Linked DNA regions of Mus musculus: region 2 is linked to region 1. The links are chromatin contacts, called in public promoter capture Hi-C maps. All regions are on one chromosome and are shown on one strand. The core of a region is the stretch at or near the end of the contact, and the rest is flanking DNA. Distances in the headings are between cores, read along the strand shown.

Evidence for each region. Promoter capture Hi-C pulls out the DNA fragments that hold promoters and counts their contacts.
Region 2: a promoter capture Hi-C map of liver shows a contact between it and region 1, with 2.2 times the contacts expected there. The contact joins the promoter of Cfap70 here to the promoter of Dusp13 in region 1.

Annotation. Positions count from the first base shown.
Region 1 is chr14:21,738,085-21,743,675 of GRCm38.p6, reverse strand. It overlaps Dusp13 (dual specificity phosphatase 13), which reads left to right and starts at 2,178. Exons shown (of 4, transcript NM_001374075.1): 1 at 2,178-2,646; 2 at 3,399-3,572. The coding sequence starts at 2,294.
Region 2 is chr14:20,449,963-20,455,553 of GRCm38.p6, reverse strand. Cfap70 (cilia and flagella associated protein 70) reads left to right here and starts at 3,329. Exons shown (of 29, transcript NM_029698.1): 1 at 3,329-3,352. Anxa7 (annexin A7) reads left to right here. Exons shown (of 13, transcript NM_001110794.1): 13 at 1-293.

The DNA.
Region 1 (5,591 bases), core at 929-3,428:
TTGCACAGCCTGGGTTTAAGGAGGAAGTACCTGGCTGAGCCTAGGGCTGACCAGGCCATGGGACCAATGGACAAGTTGGGAGTGGCAAGGAAAGGCAAAAGGGAGACGACAGCATGCTTTATAATTAAACTCAAATAAAAAAATAGAAACAGCATCAGGTGTGCGGAGCCAGGCGGCTAGAATCCAGCGGCACAAGCTGTGGGTCGGAGAAGACTACAGCCCGGTCAGGATCTCCCCACAGGTGGGTGAACGACCCTAAGCAGAGACCCCTGAGAATACTGGGTACTGGGGCCCAGGGCATCTATGCCTGCTTGTGTGGGCAACTGTGAGGACTGGGTTGGGGGACTCCAAATGGGTCAGAGGTAGAGGCACAGAACCCTGCCTCTCGCCACCGTGTGACCTTGGGCAAACTGCTTTTATCTCTCTGAGGCTTGATTTTTCTCATCTGGAAAGTGGGGATGTTGATACTGCCTGCTTCGTGAGAGAACAGGGTGGACTCAGCGTGAAGACACGAGTCCTGGGCTCTGTCTGGTCTGTAACGTACTTCCTCAAGCTGGGAATATAATTACGAAACACAGAGATCCAGGTGAAAACTCCACAGGCCATAGCAATCTACCCTCTATAGGTCTTGGCTGAGCCCCGAAAGGATGAGACTGATTGGAGCAATGTCCATAACGTGATGCCTCATTTATGTGGCACCTGCCCTGATGCAGGGCCTCTGGGAGGTGCATCTCACTTATGATGTCATGAGAGTCTCCCAGCAGCTCCTGGTGAAGACTCAGGCTCACAGACTCCCACACAGGTCTGTCTCCCTCCAGGGATGCAGGCTGGGCAGAGACCACTGCAGTCTGCCCTTGGCATTTACCTGCCAAAGTCTCTTTCCCAGACACCTCGATGTCCTTCTGTGAGAACGCTAGCCCCACTTGGTCTGTGCTCCCTAAGAGAAGAGGGGAGACAGAGAGGGAACAGCAGAGGAGACCAGGAGAAATGTGTTCTGAGGTTACAGCTAAAGAGGTAGGTGGCAAACAGCTGCCACGTCCCAGGCTGCTGAGCAAGGCCCGAGGTATGCAGGGTGGTATTCTAGAAGGCTATCCTGGGACAAACTGAAAGACAGACAACAGAGAGCAAGCTAGAGATGCTACTAGTGCCAACAAAAGGTAAGTATGTGTAGCTCTGTATACAGAGGCAGTGTGGGCAAGAAAGCCACTGTTGACAGAAGCAACTTCTCTGCTGAAGTTTCAGGGAAGTAGAAGCCAGGTAGCACTAGAGAGCCACGGGAGGACTATCATGAATGTGAACAGGGGCCTGATCCTACAAGACATTCAGCCATGGCTCCTTCTGACATAGCTGGGCCCTCCCTACACCAGGGGGTAGCAGAATCCCTGGGCTTTCTTTTGGGGGGGGTGCCTAAAGCTTAAGGAATGGCTCACTGAGTGAGCTGCTGGGCCTGGCTCTGATAGGTGAAAGGAACCCTCAGTGGACCAGAGCAGATAGCTGGGCTACATATAGCCCTAAGTAGGACCTGACCAGGAAACCCTAAGTCTAAGAAAAATCTTTCCTACAGGTCTGAGTTAGACCAGGGAAGTTAAGGACATCCCCTAATCCCCACCACCGAGCTCCTGGGACACAGTTGGGCTGCCTAGCAGCCACTGGCCACTAGAGGGCAGACTTACCCCATGCCAAATTGAGCAGGCCTGTGAGGGGCCTACGGTTTCCCGAAATCCCTGTCTAGTTCCACTCATAGCTGGAGGAGTCTAGCTGGTGGCCTCAGGCCAGAGTGGCTATTGGACTTCCCTGGATTCAGAGATCCTCCACCCTAATATTCCTTTCCCTGGTGTTACTTCATATAGCGTCATTCCCTTCTCTTGCAGCCAGCAGAATACCAGAGAGCAGAGAAAAGAAACTAAGGCCCAGATAGGAATGAAAACTTGCCTAGGTCCCAGGATATATCCTTGTCAAATTTTAAGGGGAGTCTGTTCCCTAGGCATCTCTTCAGGTGGTCCCCATCTTCAGGACAAGTGTTTTCAATAGCAGAGACACCAGGGAGAGATGTTAGGCCACTGCTCCTGTCCCCGCAGCTCAGGTCTGTCTTCATCTTGCCCCACATCCCCATTGGCTCACATGCATGGACCTGGAATTCTAGGCGCATAACAGCATTTGTGTTCTGGATGGAACCTGCTTTAGGACTGTTCCACTCAGCCTGCCCCTGCACCTAGTCCCCCATTCCTGGCCCCAGACCATGCCCTAGGTAGGTGGCAGGCCACTCAGCCTGCCAGAGAGGTCACAGAGGGGGATGAGGGAGAAAGGCCGGCCCTCTCTTCCACCCAGCTCATCATCCACTGGCTGGGTGAGTGTGGCCAAGCCAGTGGCCTCCTGGGTGCCCATCTCTTTTTCTGGTTTTGGCAGTGCCTGCCAGAGGGAAAAGGCATTCTACCCAGTCTGTACCTACTCGAGTTACTCTTTGAGGGGACCAGGGGTAGTTGACCAAGGTAGGTTCCCCTTCCCTCTAAGGTACCAGGCTCAGGTTCTGGTGCCTCTGACACCTCAGCTCTGCAAGGGCCCAGATGGACTAAGCCAGATGACTCCAGACATAACCCACTCCTTCCGGGTGAGGCCTGTACAGGTGTACTGGCCTGAACCACAAGGGTAAGGAGGAAAAAAGCCCGGGGCCTGTAAGTGGATGTGTAGCTCATCCCTGACAGCTCCCTAGAGGAGACACATCAGTTGGTGACCACCCTCTGGCAACTGGAAGGCTTGGGGAATGAACTGAAGGCACACACTGGATATCAAGCTCAGGGTAGTCTTTAGCCATTTGTCATTTGTCATTGGTGTCAGTGTGAAACATGGAACACAGCACAAGGGATACAGCCTGCTTATGAGCGACACCAGCTCACTTGGTGTGAACAAGCTGACTAATGCCCACTTGTGGCTGGACTGTAACCCTGGACAGTGCTTTGACCTCCTCTAGCATCAGCCTTAGAAACAGCCAGGGTGGGAGCTACAGATGAGCTGCCTGGCTTTGGAGGGACATCCTAGGTCCTCTCCAAGAGCCTCCGCCAGCTGGGGTTTCCAGTGACTAAAGGGGTACGGTCTGCACAGATTAGCCCTACAGAGATTCCCCACGGTCCCTAAGACCAACATTTCTAACATCCGTTGCCTCAGGAAAGGTACGCTTAGCGCCATGGAATTGACAAGAGAGTTCTAGTTCTCCTTGTTCCCAGGGAAAAGGTTCTAGGTTCCAGGCCAGCTGAGCCGGGTAATAGCCTCATTCAGCATAGCTGAGGCTGGCCCCCACAGCATCCCACTGGCTCCTGGTACTGCAACACAGGTCTCCCTGTCCACTGGACCCACGCTTGGGGAGCCTGTTCCAGCTACTGTCCTGTTTACTCTGTTCCCAGAATGGACTCGCTACAGAAGCAGGAACTTCGGAGGCCAAAGATTCATGGGGCAGTCCAGGTGTCCCCCTACCAGCCACCCACACTGGCCTCTCTGCAGCGATTGCTGTGGGTCCGTCGGACTGCCACACTGACCCACATCAATGAGGTCTGGCCCAACCTTTTCTTGGGAGATGCGTAAGTAAGACCCATGTAGGGGTTTAGGGTGGCTGATGGGTGGGAGTACCAGGATAAGCCTCCTCCAGATGGCCCACAGTGCTTCTCACCGCTGCCTGCATTTGCCTTTCTCATGTTTGTTTGGAAACATACAGTTTCATCTTTCAGGCCATGGAATAGAGAATTCCTTGTATCCTAGAAGTGACCTGTTTTAGTGGATAAACCACACTTCAAGAGACAAAGCTCTCTCTCTTCTCTTCTTTTCTTTTGTACCCCTGGTTGGCTCGAATTCCCTATGTAGCTGAGGATACCTTGAGTTTCTGATCCTCCAGCCTTCACCTCCAAAGAGCTGGTTTTACAAGTGTGCATTGCCACCATGCCTGTTTTATGCTGGTGATCACACCCAGGGCTTTGCACGTACTAGGCAGGCGCTCTGCAAATTGAGCTGTGAACCTAGCCTACCTGAAACCATCATCGTCCTCATTGACTCAGTCCCACTGGATGTCCTGGAACTCACTAGGTAGAATAGGCTGGCCTCAAACTCATAAAGATCCTCCTGCTTCTGCCTTCTAAGTGTATGCTACCATGCATCTCTCATTTCTATTGGTGTATATTCATTGTATATTGGGATGGGTTTAGCAGATTTTTCAAGCTTTACTGTGTATTTGATCTTATTCACCTCCCTATTCTCTCCCCCATTTTCTTTCTTTCTTTTTTTTTTAAGATTTATTTGTTTATTATATGTAAGTACACTGTAGCTGTCTTCAGACACCTCAGAAGAGGGCATCAGATCTCATTACAGATGGTTGTGAGCCACCATGTGGTTGCTGGGCTTTGAACTCAGGACCTTTGGAAGAGCAGTCAGTGCTCTTAAATGCTGAGCCATCTCTCCAGCGCCCCCCCCCCCAATTTCTTTTAAATTTGAGACTGGGTCTCACTGCAGCTAACTTGTAATTGTCTAGGAAGACTAGGTTAGCCTTGACCTTACAGAGACCCACCTTCCTCTGCCTGCAGAGCTAGAATTCAAGTCGTGTACTGCTGTGCCCACCCCCACCCCCCCACATGCCCTCCTTTTTTCTCTTTCTCACTCACTAGTTTGGTTCCTTCCACCAGATAATCTTGCTTCAGCTTTAGTGTCATATGTATGTAGTACATATGTGATTTTATGTAGCTATATAGCTATATAAAACCTAGGAGCTACTCAGATTAGCAAATGCATGCTATGTTCTGGGTCTGTGCTATTTCATTTGATATGACCACCATTTGCACCCAATTCAAAAGCAGCATTTATTTTTCTTTCTAGTTTTGCCTTAAATACTTCAGATATGCCTTTTGCCAGCCTTCTAAAGTTAGAGCAAAAAATATTTAAAATTTACCTTGTGGTTAAGGCAATGGCTCAGCAGTTAAGAGCACTGACTGCTCTCGCAAAGGGTCTGGGTTTGGGTCCCAGCACCTGCACGGCAGCTCACAACTGCCTGCAACTGCAGTTCCAGGGAATCTGATGCCTTCTGGCTTCCACAGGCTCCTGCATGCACATGGTGGACACATATACACATACATTTAAAAAAATATTTTGGACCCTGGAAAGATGGCTCAGTGGTTAAGAGCACTGGGTGCCAGCTGTCGAGATGGCTCAGCGAGTAAGGGCTCTTCCAAAGGTCCTGAGTTCAAATCCCAGCCACCACATGGTGGCTCACAACTATCTGTAATGAGATTAGATGCCCTTTTCTGGTGTGTCTGAAGACAGCTACAGTGTACTCACATTAGATATCTAGATAGATAGATAGATAGATAGATAGATGATAGATAGATAGATAGATAGATGATAGATAGATAGATAGATAGATGATAGATAGATAGATAGATAGATAGATAGATAGATAGATAGATAGATAGATAGATAGATAGATAGATTTTTTTTAAAAAATCTTTTGGGGCTGGGGATGTGGCTAAGCTTGTAAAGCATTTGCCTAGCAAGCACAGATCCACGTGTTCAGTCCCCAGCATGGCATAAGGACTGAGGATGATGGTACACAGCTG
Region 2 (5,591 bases), core at 2,080-4,579, 1.3 Mb after region 1:
GATTTTATGTGCACGAGTGTTTACGTGCAAACATGTACATGCACCCAGCCACTTGCATGCCTATTTTTCTCACAGAGACTGGGAGAGGGTGTTGGAAACCCTAAAATGGAAGCTACAGATGCTTGTGAACTATTGTGTGAGTGCTGGTATCTGAACCCAGGTCCTCTGTGTTTAGTTTATTAGAGTAGAGCTTTAATTTTAAGATAAATGTTTAAACAGTAAGTTTGGTCCTGTGACTTTACAGAAACAATAAAATTGTACACTTCTTAAAAACCACAGCTCTTTTGACCTAGAGTAATTTGTATGTTTTTTTTTTTAAAGATTTATTTATTTATTATATGTAAGTACACCGTAGCTGTCTTCAGACACTCCAGAAGAGGGCGTCAGATCTTGTTACAGATGGTTGTAAGCCACCATGTGGTTGCTGGGATTTGAACTCTGGACCTTCAGAAGAGCAGTTGGGTGCTCTTACCCACTGAGCCATCTCACCAGCCCCCATGTATGTTTTTTTTAAAAACAAACTTATTTTTATGGATATAATCTTTTGCCTATATGTATGTCTGTGTACCATGCATGCCTGGTGCCCGAAGAATCCAGAAGAGGGCATTAGATATCCTCAAAATAGAGATAGAGATGGTTGTGAGCTGCCATGTGAGTACTGGAACTTGAACCTAGGTCCTCTGGAAGATCAAGCAGTGATCTTAATCACAATGCCAGCTTTCCAGCTCCTCGGTTGTGTATTTTGGTGGTGGTTGTTTTTTAAAGATTTATTATATTTATATGAGTACACTGTAGCTGTCTTCAGACACACAAGAAGAGGACATCAGCTCTCATTATAGATGATTATGAAGCACCATATGAGCCATCGCGTGGTTGCTGGGAATTGAACTCAGGTCCTCTGGAAGAGCAGTCAGTGCTCTTAACCACTGAGCCATCTCTCCAGCCCTGTGTATTTTGTTTTTTAAAGATAGTCTTGTTTCAGAGTTAGTAGCTGGCTTTGAATTTGGAATCTTCCTGTCTTAAGCCTTTCAAGTGCCAGGCATAGGCATATACTGCCATGTCCAGCCCTGGGGCTTAACTGACATGTAAATGACAAATTTTAAATTTGCTTATATTTAAGTACACAGTATAGTCTTTGATAGAACTAAACTTGTGTAATGTTTTTCACAATCAAGTTTAAACTGTCACATATTTGAGAGAGACAGACAGGGAGTAAACTTAGGGTCTATCTACAGTTCATGTTTCAAGTGTGGGGTGCTACATTGTTGTAAATTGTAGTGGCCACTTCTCTAGAACTTAAGAGTTGAAAGTTTGTTCTCTTGAACAACTCCCATTTTTATGAGCTTTGTCCCAGCAACCATCATTGCTCTGTTAATACGAGTCCTATTTTGTTAATACGAGTCTATATACTCGCACTATAAATGCCTAGCGTATTTAGTTCCTCAAGTTCGTGGTTCATCTGCATTTTAGTATTGTTCCTTTGTTCTTGTGCTTGTCTGTTTTGAGACAGGGTATTACATTGGAGCCCTGACTGGCCTGAAACTTGTTGTATAGACCAAGCTAGCCTCCAGCTCTGTCTGCTATCGCCTCCACAGTGCTGGGACTGAAGGTGTGCATCACCACACCTGGCTCACCTGCATTGTGGTAAATGGAGGGAAGTGGGTAGGATTTCCTTCTTCAAAGACTGAATATTTTGTTATGTATTTACATACCACAGTTTTGTGTGTGCGTACACATACATTCACGTGAGCGTTGTTACATATGCATTCATGAAGTGCCATATATACCACAGTGTGTAGAGGTCAGAGCACAACCTTGTTTTGAGATGGTCCCTTCTCAACTGCTCTGCATGCCACCTCTCTGACTTGATCTTCAAGAGTCCCCAGTCCCTACTTCCCATCCTGATGTAATTTGCAGGGATGGCGGACACGCGCTCAGCTTCACATGCCCTCTTGTGCCTTGATCTCAGATCCCCACTGCTCCATAGCGAGCGCCTGAGTTGTCTGCGTCCCTGCAAGTAAGACTGAATAAGTGAATTGGTTCACCGAGCTGGACTTGGTCGACCTGCGTGCTCTTTACCTCCTTGGGTTGTCTTGGCCATCTTGTTCAAATCTGTTGGTCAGGATTGTTAGGTGTGTACTTGTCACTCTTGATTCGTTTCCTTTGGCCTGTATTATCTGTCCTTGTTCCTTAATACTTTATAGGCCAATCCTTCTATAGGACATTATGAAATAGGGAAGTGTGAATCCTCTTAATTTCTGACAAAGTCAGTAGTGTTTATTTTAAAGACTTATGTTTTGAATTATGTGTGTGAATATGTGTCTTTGTGTGGTATATGCACATGGATGCAGGTGGCCGTGAAGACTAGAGGCATCAGGTGACCTGGGGGTCCCCTAGAACTAGAGTCACTTCTGAGCCACCCAGCGTGGGTGCTGTGAACCAGGCTTGGGCCTCTGCCAGAGCACGTCACACTCTTGTGGCCTGTCACACCAGCCTGTCAGTTACGATTTTGATAGCAATTGCTTAGACCTTGTACATATACTTCTGATTATATTATTAGATATGGCCATTGCTGGGGGCCAAACTTAGCGGTGTAGAGTGTGCTTTGCAAACACAGGAAGAACTTGGCTATGTGGCCCTATCTGGCCTGGAACTTGCTATGCATACCAAGTTGAGAATCAACTTTTTTTTTTTTTAAGATTTATTTTTGTTTCTTCCCTTTGCAAGCACTGACACTCACACCAGAAGGCGGCACTGGACCACTTGGGGCTGGAGTTGCCCCTTGTGTACTGGGAGTTGAGATTGGGCCCGCTGGAAGAGTGTAAGGTCTCCTAACTGCTGAACCGTCTACAGATCCAAGAGTCAGCATTTAAGGTACAGGTATTTTGAGAAAAGATCTAAATTACTAGTTTACTTTTCAAGGGCAGACGATTTTTATATTGCCCAGTATAGCCTCAAACACCCACTCAAGCAATCCTTAAGCAATCCTTTTTTGCCTCGGACTCCCAAGTAGCTAGAACTAGAGACAAGGGCCAGGGCACCCTGCTAAAATGGGAGTTGTTTAGTAAAGACTTTTTTTTTTTTTGGAGACATCTAAGGTTTCTTTCCTTAAAGTTCCTTTTAATTTTATCATTCTATTTTTTGTGGATAATGAAATTAATCGTAAAGGAAAAAGATTTGAAAGGTGGAAAGCTACATTTTAACCCAAACTTGCAAAGGAGAAACACCCAAGGGGCGTGGTTTTCAGAGCACAAGCCAAATTTGCAACCTCCTTCTTTGAGGTGGGGAAAAAACAAGTTCTCGCGAGAGCTAGCTGGTTGCTATAGTTACAGAAAACCAGCGTCTGCCTCAGGTAAGCCAGTAACTCCCTTTTAGGGGCTATAGGTGAAGCTGTTGCTCCCACTCCCCAGATCTTTTTTTCTAGGATTCTGAGCTCTTTCCCTACAGCTAAGACCAGGTTGAAGTTCTCGCTCAGCCCAGCTGTGCCCAAGATCCGGCTTCATCCAGAGCTGGATCCAGTCCCATCTCCTTACTCTATGCTATCCCCAAGTCGATTGGTAGCTGTCCTGCCTCTGAGCCTGTGACTAGAAATGGACGCCTTGTTGAGGGCAAGAACAATAGTTGGGCATTCATGCAAGGTCACAGTTACTCAGTAGGAAAGTCGCCAGTCTCCACGGCTGGGACTGTGGATCTGGTTCTGTGAAGTGTCTGCACCGCGTGCGTGAGGCTCTTATCTGCTTAGCACTGCAAGGTAAACCACCACAGCGCCATCCTCGTAAACAAAACCAATGTCCCGGACAGAGAACGAGCTGAATTCACAGCCACGGCGACTGTTTCTGAGTTGGAGACAATCTTCATCGACTATGAAATGTTCAAAGTGAATGAATAGCCTTGGTAGCTGCTTTAAGAAAGATGATCAGAAGAGAATAAGACAGTGAATGTGAGGGTTCCAAAGTGATTATATGCATACGCTGGGGCAGGGAGGGAGGCACCCTAAGCCAGACCACAGACTAGACTTGCCTGAAACTCACTCTCTTCTTTCTATCTGTGTGGCATATGTGAAGGCTTTAGAGTGTGCCAAGGCATAATTGAAAGCTAGTTCCCTCCCCACTCCCCAGTCATCTGTCAGACTGGCTGCCACAAAGCTTACACCTCTTGGTCTATCAACATATCTCTCTTCCTCACTAGACTTGGGGGCTTATATCTCCTCAGCATCTGTCCCTGTCCCTAACTTAATGCAGTTTTAAATGATTTTGACAGAAATGGAATGGATTAGAATAAAACACTTAGACTCAAAGGTGTATTTGTTTGGCACAAGGAACCCAGATGAGCTAGCTCATATGGTACAGATCCCTAATACATACTTGATAAGAACATTGCCAGTGCCACTGAGGCCCTGAAAGGGCCTGGAAGCATTTGGGTGACAAGTCAGGCTTTTAGGCAAGGGCAAGACTGAGGGAGTCACTGGGAAATGGCATGGTGACTGTGAAGTCTGAAGGCATTACCTGTCCCACATGGATGCACACAGTATGCACAGATGCACAGGTCCTCAGAGATATGTTCTACTTCAGATTTCAAATTTATTTTCAGTAAACACACAAAACAAATCTACGACAGATCTACATATCTCAGTCCTTGTACTTAATTTAGATTCTTTCTCCCATTTGCCTGACTTTTCTCTTCCCTTCCCTTCCCTCCCTCAACCCCAAACAGTCCCACATCTGCTTTCCTGTAATGTGTGTTTAAACCTAGGTGCTGCCTAGGGGAGGGAAGATGTGGTATTTGTCTCTTTTCCCTTGCATTATCCTTCTTTATCCCTCCTCCCTTTGTACCCTCCTTCTACACACCCACTTCTATCTCTTGTCATGTATATATTACATATTTAAATATAAATACTTCATATGAGAGAAAATACACAGATTTGTCTTTCTGAATCTAAGTTCATTATTCTTTACACTTTACTGTATATATAATATATATGGTTCTTTTTTGTATTTCTTCTTCTTTTTTTTTTTCTTCTCAAGACAGGGTTTCTCTGTATAGCCCTGATTGTCCTGGACCTCACTCTGTAGACCAAGCTGGCCTCAAACTCAGAAATCCTCCTGCCTCTGCCTCCCACGTGCTGGGATTAAAGGAGTGTGCCACCACTATCTGGCTAATGTATATGGTTCTTATATAATATTTTCTCCATTCGTCTTGTGAGCTTCCAGGCTGGTTCCATACCTTGGTTCTTGTGAATAGTGATACAATGGACATGAGGTACAAATGTCTCTGTGTATGATGGATAATATGACAATTTTATTTCTTCCTTTTTCATATGTATGGGTGTTTTGCGCGAATGTATGTCTGTGCACCACATAACATCTCTGGTGTCCTTGGAGGTCAGAAGAGGGCATCAGATCCAGTGGATCTGGAATTTACAGAGAGTTGTGAGCCACCATGTAGGTGCTGGGATGGACCCTGAGTTCCCAGAAGAGCAGCCGGTGCTCTTCACCCTCAGCCATGTCTCTCACTTGCCATTATTACTTTTGTGAGGAACCTCCATATGGATTTTCATAGTGGCTGTGCTAGTTTACTTTCCTGGCAGTGGT